Regions from separate parts of the Mus musculus genome. Here regions 1 and 3 are each linked to region 2. The links are chromatin contacts, called in public promoter capture Hi-C maps. All regions are on one chromosome and are shown on one strand. Each heading gives the region's core, a stretch centred on a gene start, on an enhancer-like site or on the middle of the called end of the contact. The rest is flanking DNA. Distances are from core to core; before and after follow the strand shown. Region 1 overlaps Flnb (filamin, beta). Region 2 holds the start of Rpp14 (ribonuclease P 14 subunit). Region 3 overlaps Flnb (filamin, beta).

The links. Promoter capture Hi-C pulls out the DNA fragments that hold promoters and counts their contacts.
Region 1: a contact with region 2 is called in a promoter capture Hi-C map of the HPC-7 cell line. The contact joins the enhancer-like site here to the promoter of Rpp14 in region 2. A contact is called at or near these places in 8 of 39 promoter capture datasets (the C10 cell line, the HPC-7 cell line, cranial neural crest and 4 more), 3 of 115 datasets of contacts at active chromatin or transcription factors (bone marrow-derived macrophages, effector CD8 T cells and memory CD8 T cells) and 3 of 9 other capture datasets (adipose tissue, liver and pancreatic islet).
Region 3: a contact with region 2 is called in a promoter capture Hi-C map of liver. The contact joins the enhancer-like site here to the promoter of Rpp14 in region 2. A contact is called at or near these places in 9 of 39 promoter capture datasets (the C10 cell line, the HPC-7 cell line, cranial neural crest and 5 more), 1 of 484 Hi-C or Micro-C datasets (embryonic stem cells), 8 of 115 datasets of contacts at active chromatin or transcription factors (embryonic stem cells, epiblast stem cells, extraembryonic endoderm stem cells and 4 more) and 2 of 9 other capture datasets (adipose tissue and liver).

Annotation. Positions count from the first base shown.
Region 1 is chr14:7,884,112-7,888,382 of GRCm38.p6, reverse strand. It overlaps Flnb (filamin, beta), which reads right to left. Exons shown (of 46, transcript NM_134080.1): 8 at 3,636-3,833; 9 at 709-846. Among named protein-coding and RNA genes, the nearest start is that of Flnb, 68 kb to the right of the region's middle. Within about 2 kb of position 2,187, at least 11 of the 459 cell types and tissues checked have an H3K27ac peak or open chromatin away from gene starts, as enhancers often do.
Region 2 is chr14:8,077,872-8,082,336 of GRCm38.p6, reverse strand. It overlaps Rpp14 (ribonuclease P 14 subunit), which reads right to left and starts at 2,024. Exons shown (of 6, transcript NM_025938.4): 1 at 1,825-2,024. It overlaps Htd2 (hydroxyacyl-thioester dehydratase type 2), which reads right to left and starts at 2,024. Exons shown (of 6, transcript NM_001348727.1): 1 at 1,825-2,024.
Region 3 is chr14:7,940,795-7,945,275 of GRCm38.p6, reverse strand. It overlaps Flnb (filamin, beta), which reads right to left. Exons shown (of 46, transcript NM_134080.1): 43 at 3,055-3,231. Among named protein-coding and RNA genes, the nearest start is that of Gm45521, 14 kb to the left of the region's middle. Within about 2 kb of position 1,330, at least 101 of the 459 cell types and tissues checked have an H3K27ac peak or open chromatin away from gene starts, as enhancers often do. A contact at or near this core is called in adipose tissue, embryonic stem cells, extraembryonic endoderm stem cells and 4 more, where this site is marked.

The sequences.
Region 1 (4,271 bases), core at 938-3,437, 190 kb after region 2:
GACGAGAGAAACATGGCGTAGGAAACACAAGCCTGTACAGACTTAGAACTAACGCCAAGTGCGACTACAGAGCTGCCTCTCTGTTCCTGGGAAGACGGGAGACAGGAGATGCTGACCTCATGCCTGCTGTCTCCGTCCCAAAGGAGGAAGGAGGAACAAGGTACTGCAGAGACTTAACTCTGCCAACCACCTACAAAGAAAACCATTCTAGGACATTTTATTCTCCTATAAGCAGCGATCATACTAATACAGTAATTGATATAATTTCATAGTCTATAAAATGTAAAGGGTACTGGAGAAATCATTGGCTTTTAATACTGTGCTTGGATCCCAGGTCAGAAAACCCCAATCCATGTGAGTCTGTAAGAGTCTTCCACTTTATACCTAGGTCTCTTCAATTAATGGGGTGGGGGATGTGGTGGGGGGAGGGATATGTTGTCCTCAAAGCAGTATTTTTCCAACTTCCTTACAGCTTTGTTTCCTATCCCAGAGGTCTGAATATATTAATATATAAGGCTGTCAAACCACTCACTGGTCTTGCCAATCTATATCCAGGGCACATGTTACAACTCTACAACTTGATCTCTAAAGAGCATAGATAGGACTCAAATCTCTGTCACAGCTCTCTAGGAGATACCAATCAGGACTGACCAATAAATATATCATGGCTGAAGAACTAACTAAGGTTTATTTGAGATAAATACTTACTAGGGCCCTTCACAGTTACACCAAGCTCTCCGCTTCCAGCAGCCTTGGTGTCCACCTTAAAGTCTGCAGTCTCCCGGATCCGGACACCTTTGGGCTGCAGACCTCGGCCGCTGGCTCTGCAGGCATTTGGGTTGCAGGCTACAAACAGAGTTTTGACATCAGTTCAACCTTTTAATATTTTGCAAAAGACAAGAAAATTAGGGTATCTTGGGCCTCCCCCATACCCGCCAAGAAAATGGTTGCTTTACACAAAGAGCATCCAACAGCTAATGCCAGGGGCCCTGCTGAGGAAGCACAGCAGCCAGGAAGGAACACCATGACTGTCCAGCCTCACCACACAAGCGCTGGGCACCATCAATGGGAGAGCCGTGACTCCACACTGTGGGGCTCCTGTACTGGCTTTTAGCCTTTTGTGAGCAGGGGGGGATTAAGACTGACTGCTGAACACTAGCCTGACCTCACGGCCACACTCCAGGGTCCAGTGACTGGGAATCCTATGCGTTTTCAAGTCTACTTGGAAAATGCAGTGCTTGAAATATCCGTCTGAGCTCCAAAGCACGGGCCAGACATTTCTGAAGATCTGGGCATAGCTGTTGTCTTGCATGTGAATAGCTGGACAAGATAACAAAAAGCTCTCAGCCAAAGGTGGCTGTGACAAAGCTCCTGGCATCTACAAAGCAAGCCTCAGCAGAAAATGCCATGGCTAACATGACTTCTGATCTCCTTTAAAAACCACAAGGACAAAAATTATGGTAATGGCTAATATTCTTCACTTGACAGAGTCTAGAAACTACTCTTCCAAGTGGGGTCAGGAGGAGGCTTAGAAAGACATAGATTCTTCCTAGAGATCCTTTGCCCAACATGAACAGCTTTCTCCTTAAGTAGAAATGGGAAGTTGATGGGTTCAATGTCCTGTTGTCTATGCATTGGCTTTTCCTCTCTAAACAGCACATACAACAGCCTTTATTCACGGGCTCCAGAAGCAGATGGAAGGTACTTGCTCATTAGATACAACCTCCCTATGTTGGTTATGTGGCAAGCTATTACTCCCCAGACGGGAACAGAGACATCCTTGCAGTTAGAGATCATGTTGGATTGTTCATGGAAGAACATGGTGTACGGTGGCACTTAATGGCCAGTAACATCGGTTTTCCTCTGTTAAAGACACCTAATATGTGTGTATTGAAGGTCTAAGGATGGAAACCATGGTCCTGTACATGTCTGGTGAGCACTCTAACACACACTGACACACACACATACATACACACACAAACCCCTATGGAAATACAGAGCACAGTCAACAGGCTAAACATGGGAAAAAAGACTGTAACTGCTCAGTCCCTAGAGCACTCAGCCAACTCAAACACTCGGCCAACTCGACTGAAGAGTTTGTGGGATGTGCCAGATCCACTGCCATCCCTCAGCACCTTGCTCAGGCTGGGATCTGGCTATACATGCCGTGATCACTATCGCCTGCACAGGAACTTCCTTTAGTCACTCGGAAGCAGCACAAAGAACTGGCAAAATACACCCGACCCAACCAGCCCTTACCAAAGCAAGAGCCTCTGGCCCAGAGCTTGCAAATAGGAAGCCAGCAGCTTCAGGGTCCAGGCTGGCCCAGAGACAGGATTCAGAAGGAGGAGCCAGGTCTGCAGGTGCAGAGGTGGAGGACAGAAGAGGGAGAGGCAAGTCCGGTTAGAAAAGGCAGCACAGTTGGAAAACAGCAGTAACAACAGAAAAGAGCAACAAGGACTGGGAGAGGGAGGGGAAGGGGGAGGGGGGAGGGGGAGAGGGAGGGGGAGGGGGAGGGTGCCTTTAATATAAGGGGAAACCCACGCTCCTGGTTGCTGAGGGGTTCGGCAGAGTAGATACGGGCATGCCAACGGACACTACGGTTCTTCTGAGACCGACAATGCCAAAGCCTCAGTGAGTCCACCTGCCAACTGGGGGCCAATGCAGCTGGGCTGAGTGCCAGACAGCCAGTAAAGTGCCTGGACTGTAGGGACCTGCTGCCGCCAAGCCTGTTCCTAGACACCAAAACCAGCACACTTCAGTCTCTGCGCACGGATTCCATAGCCCTTCTAGAAAAGGGCTTGAACAAAAAGATCTTGCTATAATAAGGTTTTAAAGGTGGTGGTCGTGGTGTGTGTTTTAGTGTGTGTGGTTTATGTGAGTGTCTGCCAGATGTGTGCAGGTGCCCAAGGAAGCCAGAGAGAGCATCAGAAGCCCTGAAGCTGGAGTTACAGGGGGAACAGTTAGTGCGAGGCTGCTGGAAACTGAATACAGGTCCTCTGGATACCCAGGAGGAGTGGCCACCACCGAGCCGTAGCTCCAGCCCACTTCAGATACGCGTTTAAAAATATTTGCATGGACTTTATTGACTGGCTTCCCTAATCTGAAAACTTAAAATCTGAAATATAAAACTATTTAGAATCACATTAGTGCACAGTTTTATCTTGTTTTGTTTTGTTTTCTGGGTTTTGAAGTAATCTAGTTTGCAGATTAGCGATACTCCATCTGTGATACAGACTGGACTTAAAATGTTCCCTAAGGGTACAAGTGTTGAAAATGTGGGATTTGGCAGAAAGAAGTCAGATCACTGGAAGCTTGCCCTGGAAAGGACTGGCGAGATCCTAGCCTCTCTCCACCTCTTCTTGGCTTCATGGCTTCCTTGTGGTAAGCAGCTCCTTTGCCACATGTCATGTATGTGCTCATTGTAGCTACACAGCATCACCACAGGCCCAAGTGATCATGGCCGTGAGCCATACATATAATTTCATCATCTATTAATTAATGTGATCATTTCCGATGTTTTGACACAGGGAGGAAAGCAGAGGAACACAACTTGTGTTAGCACTAATATCCGGAGGATGAAGGGAGCCCAGGTCTGTCAGTCTCCATGACAGGTAGAGTTGGTCAGTACTTACCTTCCCCAATTTGTACACCAAAGGGACTCTTGGGAATGGCATCCCCAGCAAAGGAGACCTTGACCACATGGGGGCCAGGCTGCACTGGTTTGTAGACACATCTATACACCTGGTTTCCTCTGTCTTCCACCAGCAGCTCCACGCTGTTCTTGCCCTGGGGATCCTCCACCTCAATGCCGATGTCCCCCACGCCAGCTCCTGTGAAAAGAACGGCCACTCCATGAGCACCCCTTCCCCTCTGAAAGCTCTGCCAACCAGTGCACAGTGCAAACAGAAAGGGCCACTCAGGCCAGGCTGAACCAGCTGAATGTCTGTACCAACTGTCATTCTTTTTCTTAAAAGAAAAAAAAAAAAAACTGAAAAGAAAGCTGCCATGTGATGACTCATGCTTTTAATCTCAGCACTCAGGAGGTAGAGGCAGATGGATTTCTGAATTTGAGGCCAGCCTGATCTACAGAGCAAGTTCTAGGGCAGCCAGAGCAACACAGAGAGAGCCTGTCTCATTAAAAAAAAAAAGAAAAAAGAAAGCTAAGAAATTGATATTATTCATCTTATTTGTGCAGTCCACTTCTTCCACTTTTCCATAAAACTTAGTCTAGCACATGGCTGGTAACATTTAGTATAGACTGAAATTTG
Region 2 (4,465 bases), core at 775-3,274:
TAGCAACATGGTACAGTGGCACAAAACAGGCAAAACACTCATATACATTAAATAAAAATAAAGTAACCTCAAGAAAATGACTTAATGACTTCTGCATAGGCTTGAGTTCTCAGAGTAAGACAGTTCTGCCCCATGCAGGCTGTACAGAGATGGAGGTGCCCTCAGATCAGGCATCACACTCAACGCTGTTGGTGCCGTCTACTGACAGCAGGAATGTTCACAAACATCTTACTAGCAACTGCCTCTTACCTGAGCTTTCAATCTCCTGCCCTCTCTCTAAGCTACACTGCTGCCACTGTGGGGTTAAGCTACATCACAAGCACTGTAATGCTCTGAAGTTTAAACATTGTAATGTAAGAGTAAGGTCTAAGCCTTCAGGGCATGGCTCCGATCTCTTGTTCAGCGATTCCTCCATGGCCTCAGTTTCTGTCCTCTGTGAATCAAAAATAAGGACATGGCTGCTCCTGGGTCTGGTTAAGGAGAAAGTTTACTGTAGCTATGAAGGAGAGCACAGCCAGAGGTATCTGGAAGGGTCCAGCCTGAATTTGGCCAATAGAATAGACTGGCCATGAAAAGAGCAAGAGAAAGAAGAGGGACCAAGAGTGTGCAGGATTAAGAGATGCACCAGAAGCCGGGTGTGATGGCGCACGCCTTTAGTCCCAGCACTTGGGAGGCAGAGGCAGGTGGATTTCTGAGTTCGAGGCCAGCCTGGTCTACAAAGTGAGTTCCAGGACAGCCGGGGCTACACAGAGAAACCCTGTCTCGAAAAGCCAAAAAAAAAAAAAAAGAGAGAGAGAGAGAGAGAGACCCACCAGGAGACTGCATACATAACGCATAATCGAAATGGCTGACTTACATAGGAAAGAGAAGCTGAGGGAAGTGAAGCGAATCTCGGGAGCTGGAGACGAGAGGTTTAGGGCAGGGGAAGGGGTGTGTCAGCCAAGACCACTCTAACAGGAACTTGTGAGTATGGGCTGAGAGAACCTAGAGGCTAGCATAGACTTCGATATACTAATAGGTAACCATCCAGGTTAATGGAGAAGCAATACGGCTTTTGCCAGAAATAAGACTCCTTTTAGGAAGTAGGAACCACCTTCTTAAATCCCTGAAGGAATCCCGACCTTTGTCTAAATGCCGGATTTTTAAGGAAAGGATTAATTAATTTGTTTGTTTGTTTAGCGTTTATTCCTCTGTGTAACGGAGTCCTGAAACTCACAGATCACCTGCCACTGCCTCCTAGGCGCTGGAATTAAAGGCGTGTTGAAACAATTTCTTAAGACCTAACACTCTGGGCTTCCTCCTCCTCTTGGCCTCGGCATCGCCTCTGGGTAGCCACGTGTCTCACACTCTCCAGCCTCTCTGATCTTACTCAATGTGTCCCACTGCCCATCCTATCTATTATGGTACCATACCCTCCTTGCCTAGTTCTTGCAAGTTCTCCCCTTCTGCTTCAGTGTCTGCACTCCGAAACAGAGATCTGCTTCATACCCTAGTGCTTCTCACGAACTCACGAACCGGTGTCTTGAACATTTGGGGGACACAAGACATAACTAAAGCAATTGTTTAAAAAGCCGATCCCCTACTGCCGAAGAGTAAGATTGTTCCCAACCTTGCTCCATTAACAATCGCTACTGACTTTGCGCCCACATCAAGGGCAGTGAGCCCAGCAAACGGCCGGATCAGCCCTCCCGGTCACCGCCTGTATCCGGGACCTAAGCCGCGCTGTACAGAGCCCGGCGGTGGCTCTCAGACTGACACTACAGCAGCGAAGAACCTGAGGTCCGCCACACTTCCACCTCGTGCTCCCGCGTCGCGCATGCGCACCTGCCCCGCGAGGCTAAACCGCCTCGGCCCAGGACGGAGAGGATCACTGGAATAACCGCGTTCCTGACTCTTGCACGCCGCTAGAATTCGGCATGGGTCGGAGTTCCCACGCAGCAGCCCAAGTTCGGACCTGGAAAACTGGTGATATTTACATTCGCACCGCCCCACAGACGCATAACAGGACGTGGCGTCACCGCGCCGCGTCGGTCACTGAACTAGTGCGTAACCCTCAGCGGGGGCTGAGGACGAACAGGTTCTGCGCCCTCTAGCGTCCACCCTCGGAACTGTCGTCAGACACTCTTCATGGTCATTTATTTCTACATTTATGCTCAACAGGTTATATCAAACAACCCCTCTCCTTTCTTGCTTTCTCTTTCTTTTTCTTTTTTGCAATGCCAGGGATCAAAACCACAACCTTGTCTATACTAAGCAAGTCCTCTACCACCAAGCTAAATCTGAGCCTTGCCATCTCAGGAACATCCGTGTCACGCACTAAAGACAAGATCGTCTGTCAGTTTCCCAATGTGGCTCCTAACATACACTAGAGATTCTGTTTTGATGTGGAAAAATCCAGCTGCTCCTATTTCCAGATGTAAGTAATTCCACTTCTGTATCTAATCACCAAGTCAGAATCCGTTATGCATTAGCGACTATTCTGAGTGCTGGCAACTCCGGAGAATAGGATATGGTCCTTGTATTCATGTGACATACCGTGTATATTTAACAGTTATAATAGCAACTAATATTTACGTTTGGGCCAGGCATTGTGCAGAAGATTTCACGTAAGTGATCTAATGGAACCCTCAAGCAACCTTAAGGCAGCTATTATTGCAATAGTCCCTGTTTTACATAAGGGAACTGAAGGCCAGAGAGAGACTAAATTGTCTGCCTTTGATGGTTGCCAGTGTTAATACAGATTATCTGCTTTGGCCAGTATGATATTTGTATATGCTAGGCCCAGGGAGTGGCACTGTTGGAGTAGGTGTGTCACTGTGGGCGTGGGCTTTAAGACCTTCATCCTAGCTGCCTGGAAGCCAGTCTTCTGCTAGAAGCCTTCAGATGAAGATGTAGAACTATCACCTCAGCCTGGAGGCTGCCATGCTCCCACCTTGATGATAATGAACTGAACCTCTGAACCTGTAAGCCAGCCCCAATTAAATGTCCTTTATAAGAGTTGCCTTGGTCATGGTATCTGTTCACAGCAGTAAAACCCTAACTAAAGCAGCCAGTGTTGTCCAGACTAGTTCAGGAGCACCATCTTAACCCAACTGCCTTCTGAGGTAGTCTCTGGGTATGGGAACTTGGTGATGGCTCATCACCATATTGCAGTCCTTGGCACCAGTGGTCACACAGCTTGAGTTTACTAAAAAGATGAGCGTTGATTTGGCCTGAGTGGGACACAGTAGTGATGGTAACAGTATGCCTTGCACAGCCAAGCCTGTGCCCAGGTAAGTTGGGGCCTTTCCTGTAATTGGGGAAAAAAAACCTGATATTTTTGTCCCCTAAGCTTTCATTCCTGCCTTGGCCATGCTCTGAAGTCGTGGCCTCTGTTTCCTCTCCTTCCTGCCCAGAGGAAACAAGGCTTGTTGGGGAATAAGGGGGAAAAGCTAACACAGACCCCAGAGAGGGGCATTTTCTTTCTCAAAACTAGTTTGTATTTTGGTAATTATAGCAGAATTTTAGCAGAACTATTGTATCTGACATGAATCGGAAGTTATGGTACCTAAGCTTTGAAGAAATCTTTTGTCAGTGATTATTATCTGAGATTTTATGAGTGTTTTGTTTTTGGTTTTGGTTTTTGGTTTTTGGTTTTTCGAGACAGGGTTTCTCTGTGTACTCCTGGCTGTTCTGGAACTCACTCTGTAGACCAGGCTGGCCTCGAACTCAGAAATCTGCCTGCCTCTGCCTCCGGAGTGCTGGGATTAAAGGCGTGCGCCACCACGCCCATCTTGAGTGGTGGTTTTTTTGTTTTTGTTTTTGTTTTTTTGTTTTTTTTTTTTTTTTTAGACTCTCAGAGTCTTTGCATAACTCAGTTCCAGGATAGGCCTAGCAAACTAGGAAATATCTTACGGCTGAGATTTGCTTAGGTGATGGGTTTTTCTAGACAACCGCTAAATAAGACAAGAAGTCTTGGTATGCAGAGTTTGACTTGCAATTCTGTAACAATAGAAACAACTTGAAGCTGGAGCTGGGGAGGGCAGAGGAGGGAGGCTGAGACACAGAGCAGAGGAGGTGGCAGGGGGACTGGTCAAGTCTGGATGTCTATCTGAGGGCCTGCCCCCCCCCCCCGCAAATTGACAACAGGCTTATACCCAAGCAGGACCCCTAAAAGTCCCTGAAATGCCGTAGTTGCCAGAACTGTGCTGGAATCTGTCCTCTGCTGCCAACCCAGCTTCTTCCCTTCTTGTGTAGACGGATCACCAGCGACTTCTTGCAGAGTTGTAAGGGGGAAAAGAGCTGATGCACTGTCTGGTATCCAGGAAACTATAGCGGGAAAGAGTCTCTCTGGGCCAACAAACTACTCTTGCCAGGCCGTGTGACCCAGAAAAAAAACAGACGCACATGCATTTTGGGTTTAATCTTGTTAATCCAGAGTTGAGGACAAAAGAGATACTTTGGAAAAATAAGTACTTTGCTGTTT
Region 3 (4,481 bases), core at 81-2,580, 140 kb after region 2:
CTGTGTCACTCTGCAAGCACAACGTGCAGTCACAGCATTTCCTATTCCACATTGCGTTCAGGCCACGTGTAACTTGGGACGTACTACCATAAAGTGGTGTGCTACATTCAAGCCACAGGTGCACAACTGGGTCTAGGCCCAAGAAACCACTATATGGTGGTGGGGAAAGGCACATGGGAGGATGGGGAGGAAGACTGGTATACACGAAGGACAACTGTCACATACACCCTACTTGCAGCCTCGAGACACCTGACCTCACTGCCACGTTGCCCTGGGACAAAAAGGAAGGCAAAGAGAACATCAACTACTGACTTACCCTGGCCCCTCAACACCCTTAATCCCCTGTGCCTGTAGTCTGTAGTCCAGAGGGGTGCTAGGTAGTCAGTGGGAGCCGCTGGGGTGTCACACACCAGCTCCTGTCCACTAGAAGCCCTCTAGGGGGCACCCTAGTGTAACATCTTCTGGGGGCACAATACCTCTGACAGAGCTGCAGATGCTAGCCCAGCTGGGAAATATTTTGGTTTAACTACAGTTTCTGGGCCAGAGAAAGAATTATTGTTCTGCTTATCAATAAGACAAAGGAGCTGTTATGGTGTGACCCCCAAACATGAGCCAGCCGTTTCTGGAAACTCCTGAGGCTGCTGTCCCAAAGGCTCCCTACTTTCCCACCTTGACACTGCTTCTGAGAAGCCCCTCCCCCAGCCTCCAGCAGCTGGGGCCACGTGGGTATGCAGGCCGCGAGCCACAAAGGGGTGGTGTGTTCAGGAAGTGGCTGTAAGATGGCTAGAACAATGTCCTGAAGGTTAAGCTGGCAAAGTTGGCCATCCTGGATAGGAGCTCTGCCCCTTTTAGTCAACCCAGAGCCCGAAAAGGCTGTGATGATGTGGACAGGGGGAAATTAGGAATTAAAAATCAAGAACTATCTGGAACCCACCCCACATCACTTTACTACGCAGAAGTATGACTTAGATGAGATATCTGTCCATCTTATTGCCAAAGGACTGGCCCAAGACAAGACGGGAGAGAAAAAAATTCATAAGTAGACATATATCATCATCGACTGGTTATAACCAATATGTGATGTGTGTGGTGGTGGCCTTCCCTTCCTCCATCTGCATGCAAACCCTTAGGGCTTTTCCAAAGAGCCCTAAACTCTGTGGTCTAACTGCAGGCTTGTATCTGGAACACAGACTCCTGCCCTAAATTCTCTGCATTGCCCTTGGTAAGGCCTGAGTCAGACATCCAAGCCTGGCCGAGAACACAGGCAGGGCATGGGGCCCTTTGCTGGCCACACGGATCCTTTTCTGAAAGCATTCCTCATGCTGCAACTGTGTGAACAGACATCTGTGGAAAGTCTAAGGTCAGGCAGCCTAGGCAAACAAGATGCCCTCTCTGTGAACGGAGAAATATTTACAGAGGGTGCAAGTGGGTGAGTTCCAGGCCTTTTCTGGCTGGGACCAGATCCTTAGCTACAAGGCTAGAGTACAGCCTGACATCTGAGCTCCAGAAGGGTGAGAAATACCAAGAGGAAACAGAGAAAGGTTGGGACAAAGCAGCCAACAGGGGATCAGATGGCTCCTGGCCACGCTGAGGCTGCCGTGGGGCCGGGCCAAGGTCTGCTACTGTTCTCCTGCCAGGAGGGCCCCTCGCCTGTATGGATGCCTGGAAACCACTCTGGGCATCTGGAGGGAAGGAGTTCTGGTTTAGGACGCCTCAGGAAAGCCCACTGGGGTATAATATGAGCTTCTAGGGTCAGGAGCTAAGGGCTCTTAAACTCTAAGATCACAGACCTGGAGATGACCCTCAAGTCCTATGGACTCCCAGAGAGTGCTGGGCCACTGGGGCCATTTTGTCTTGCTCTCCCAAAGTGCAAGGTAGATCTCATCCAAGAGCAAAGTACTGGCTCAGAGGGAAGCAGGGAGTCAGGCTGGGTGTGCCAAGGGCATCTGGCAGGACCCACGCCACTGAGGGGGTGGTTTTATGGAGGGCACTGCTTTGGCCAGAGTTCCTGGCAGCATGCCAGTCCACTGGCCACTCCTAACTTGGGCAGGGCTCCTTTACCACTGAGGAGACTCTCACTTCAGGGTTGGGTTTGCTCTAAGTACAGCAAACCATGTCTTAGTGCACAGGAAAGACAATCGGTTCTGTCCCTAGTATGGCAAGGGGCAGGAAGACCAAAGATTTCCCCAACAAGCCCGAAGTAACAGCAACTAGAAGAAGTGGTGTCTTCTTCACGGTGCACTTCCTCTACAGACGCTTACAGGGACAGAGTCCTTATTATCTCTAATGCTGACGTGATGGGCCGAGCTGAGGCCTACCTCAAGCTGACCACATACATGGCTTTTCGTTATGAAGGCCAACCAACAAGTAAAAAGGATCACCTAGAAATATCTTTCAGATGCCCAGCGAAAAGGTGAGTTGCCCATTCAGTGAGCTCACTTCTACCAAATTAAAGCTGAACTAGGGATTTGTCTATCAAGGAATCAACCACTTGGTCAACTTGGCTGCTCTGCACCACACCAGCCCAGGGACAGGCAGCAAGTGGGGAAGCCTCCATGACTGGGTGCCTGGCTAGCAGTGCTCACACCTGCAGAAGGCAGAACATGTCCATAAAGCTTGAGAGCGTCCACGCCTTTTCAACACCTTCCCCTCCCTGGCAGTGAGCAGAAAATTCAAGGGGATGGATAGGCCATGCACAGGCTTGGGGGGCTGGGAGCAGTCCACCTTTGGACCTAGGAGCTGTACCACAAACTCTGTCCAAAGAAAAGTCCTCCAAATTAATGACGCTAATGATGCTGTCATCATCCTGCTATAGGGCTGAGGAACTTGCTGTAGAAAGACATCTGGGCTACAAACAAACTGTAATGAGGTATAACAATACAGGCCTCTGTCTGGATTTACCCCGGTTCAAACAATGGCCCCCAATTCCTCCAAAGCCCGCAGGTCTGCATTTTCCCAAGGACAGAGCACAGAAGGCCTCCAGGGGCTAACGATGTCTACCTCAGCTCTCCCAGAGAGAGCTGCTCAGGTAACGAGGGAAGCAGCGCTTCTTACCTGTGGTGCCCGTCTCAAGCCCAGCACCGTAGGCTGACACTAGAGCAGGATTGCCTGCCTGGCCAGGCTCTCCTACACGTACTTTGAAAGGGCTCCCGACCACGTGGCTCCCGTTAAACTTGACATCGATCGTGTGGATGCCATTCTCATGCGGGATGAAGCGAACGGCATACTTATCTGGAAGGAGAAGATGCACATGGTAAACGTGGATGCTAAGCAGTGTGGTGTGAGTGGGGACACAGCATTGCAAGCAACCTGAGCTGGGCAGCGCTGAATCATTTAAAGACACCATTCTGCTGGGAGCCTGGCAGCTAACACACAGATTTTAAGGCCAGCTAGCCTTACTTTGTGTCTCCCTAATCAGCCCTTTGGGAAACACTCTTGACTCTCGAGTTCTGTTATAGACTCAGGCTCCTGCCTCACAATCCACCCTTTATGAAAAAGTCCACTTCTCACCACGTTTCTGTTTGTCCTCTTGAAGGGAAAAACACAGTTGCAACTGGCACTAAGGCTCTGTAATTAAGCCCAAGGCAAGCAATGTCAGCAAGTGGAGCACTTAGCCTGTTCTGTTTTGGGTCACATGTGTCAAGGTCATCTCCTGCCTAGATTGGCCTTGCACGGCAAATCACGTGGCCGGCCTCTGCACCAGTTAGGCCCTGGCTCCTTGAGGACCCAGGCCCTCTTTTGTTTCTCTGGTACTCTCCACAGGGGAACGTTCTGGACAGTAGTAGTCAGCTACTCTTATCTTTTGGCACTGCACTTCTCCTAGTGCTTCCCAGCTGGGTACCCACCCCCTCCCTTAAAGGCAAAATGTTTTATGGGAAGTGAACCCCACCCCAATGTCCAGATTCAGTCTCTTACAGGATGAGGAAAATTCTTTCCCCAAGGTAAATTTATTTCTTTAGCCACAGTAAGTGACTCAGGAATGGGCATGTGTCCCAGCTCACTGGGACGGGAGCAGAGGCTCGCTAGGAGACTTATAGATTTCTTGCCTCTCAAGACCTCTGAAAATGAAGCAGCAGGTGGTCCTGTAGCCATCTTACTACCAAGAAGGCAAGAAGCCTTGAAATGAAGAAAGAATAAGGACACACTTGTGAGCCTGAGGCAGGAAGGTCTTAAGTAGGAAGTTACCTGGGCTGTATGAATTGCAGGCCAGCCTAGGCTACACAGAGAGCCTGCCTCAAGAAATAAAGCAAAGCAGAGCAAAGCAACAAAAAGCCTTTGGGGCCTTGGAGGATTACCACCGGTGACTGCATCAAGCCATTGTTAAACTCTACCATAGACCACAAAGGAGGCACTTCTATGAATTACTGGCCCTCATGACTACGTGTTCCTTTGAGCTGGTAGTCTATGATGGCAACCAGTAACACCCCAATTATGACATGCTAGAATAATCTGGGACTTCAGAGGCTGCCTGGACCAAGGGC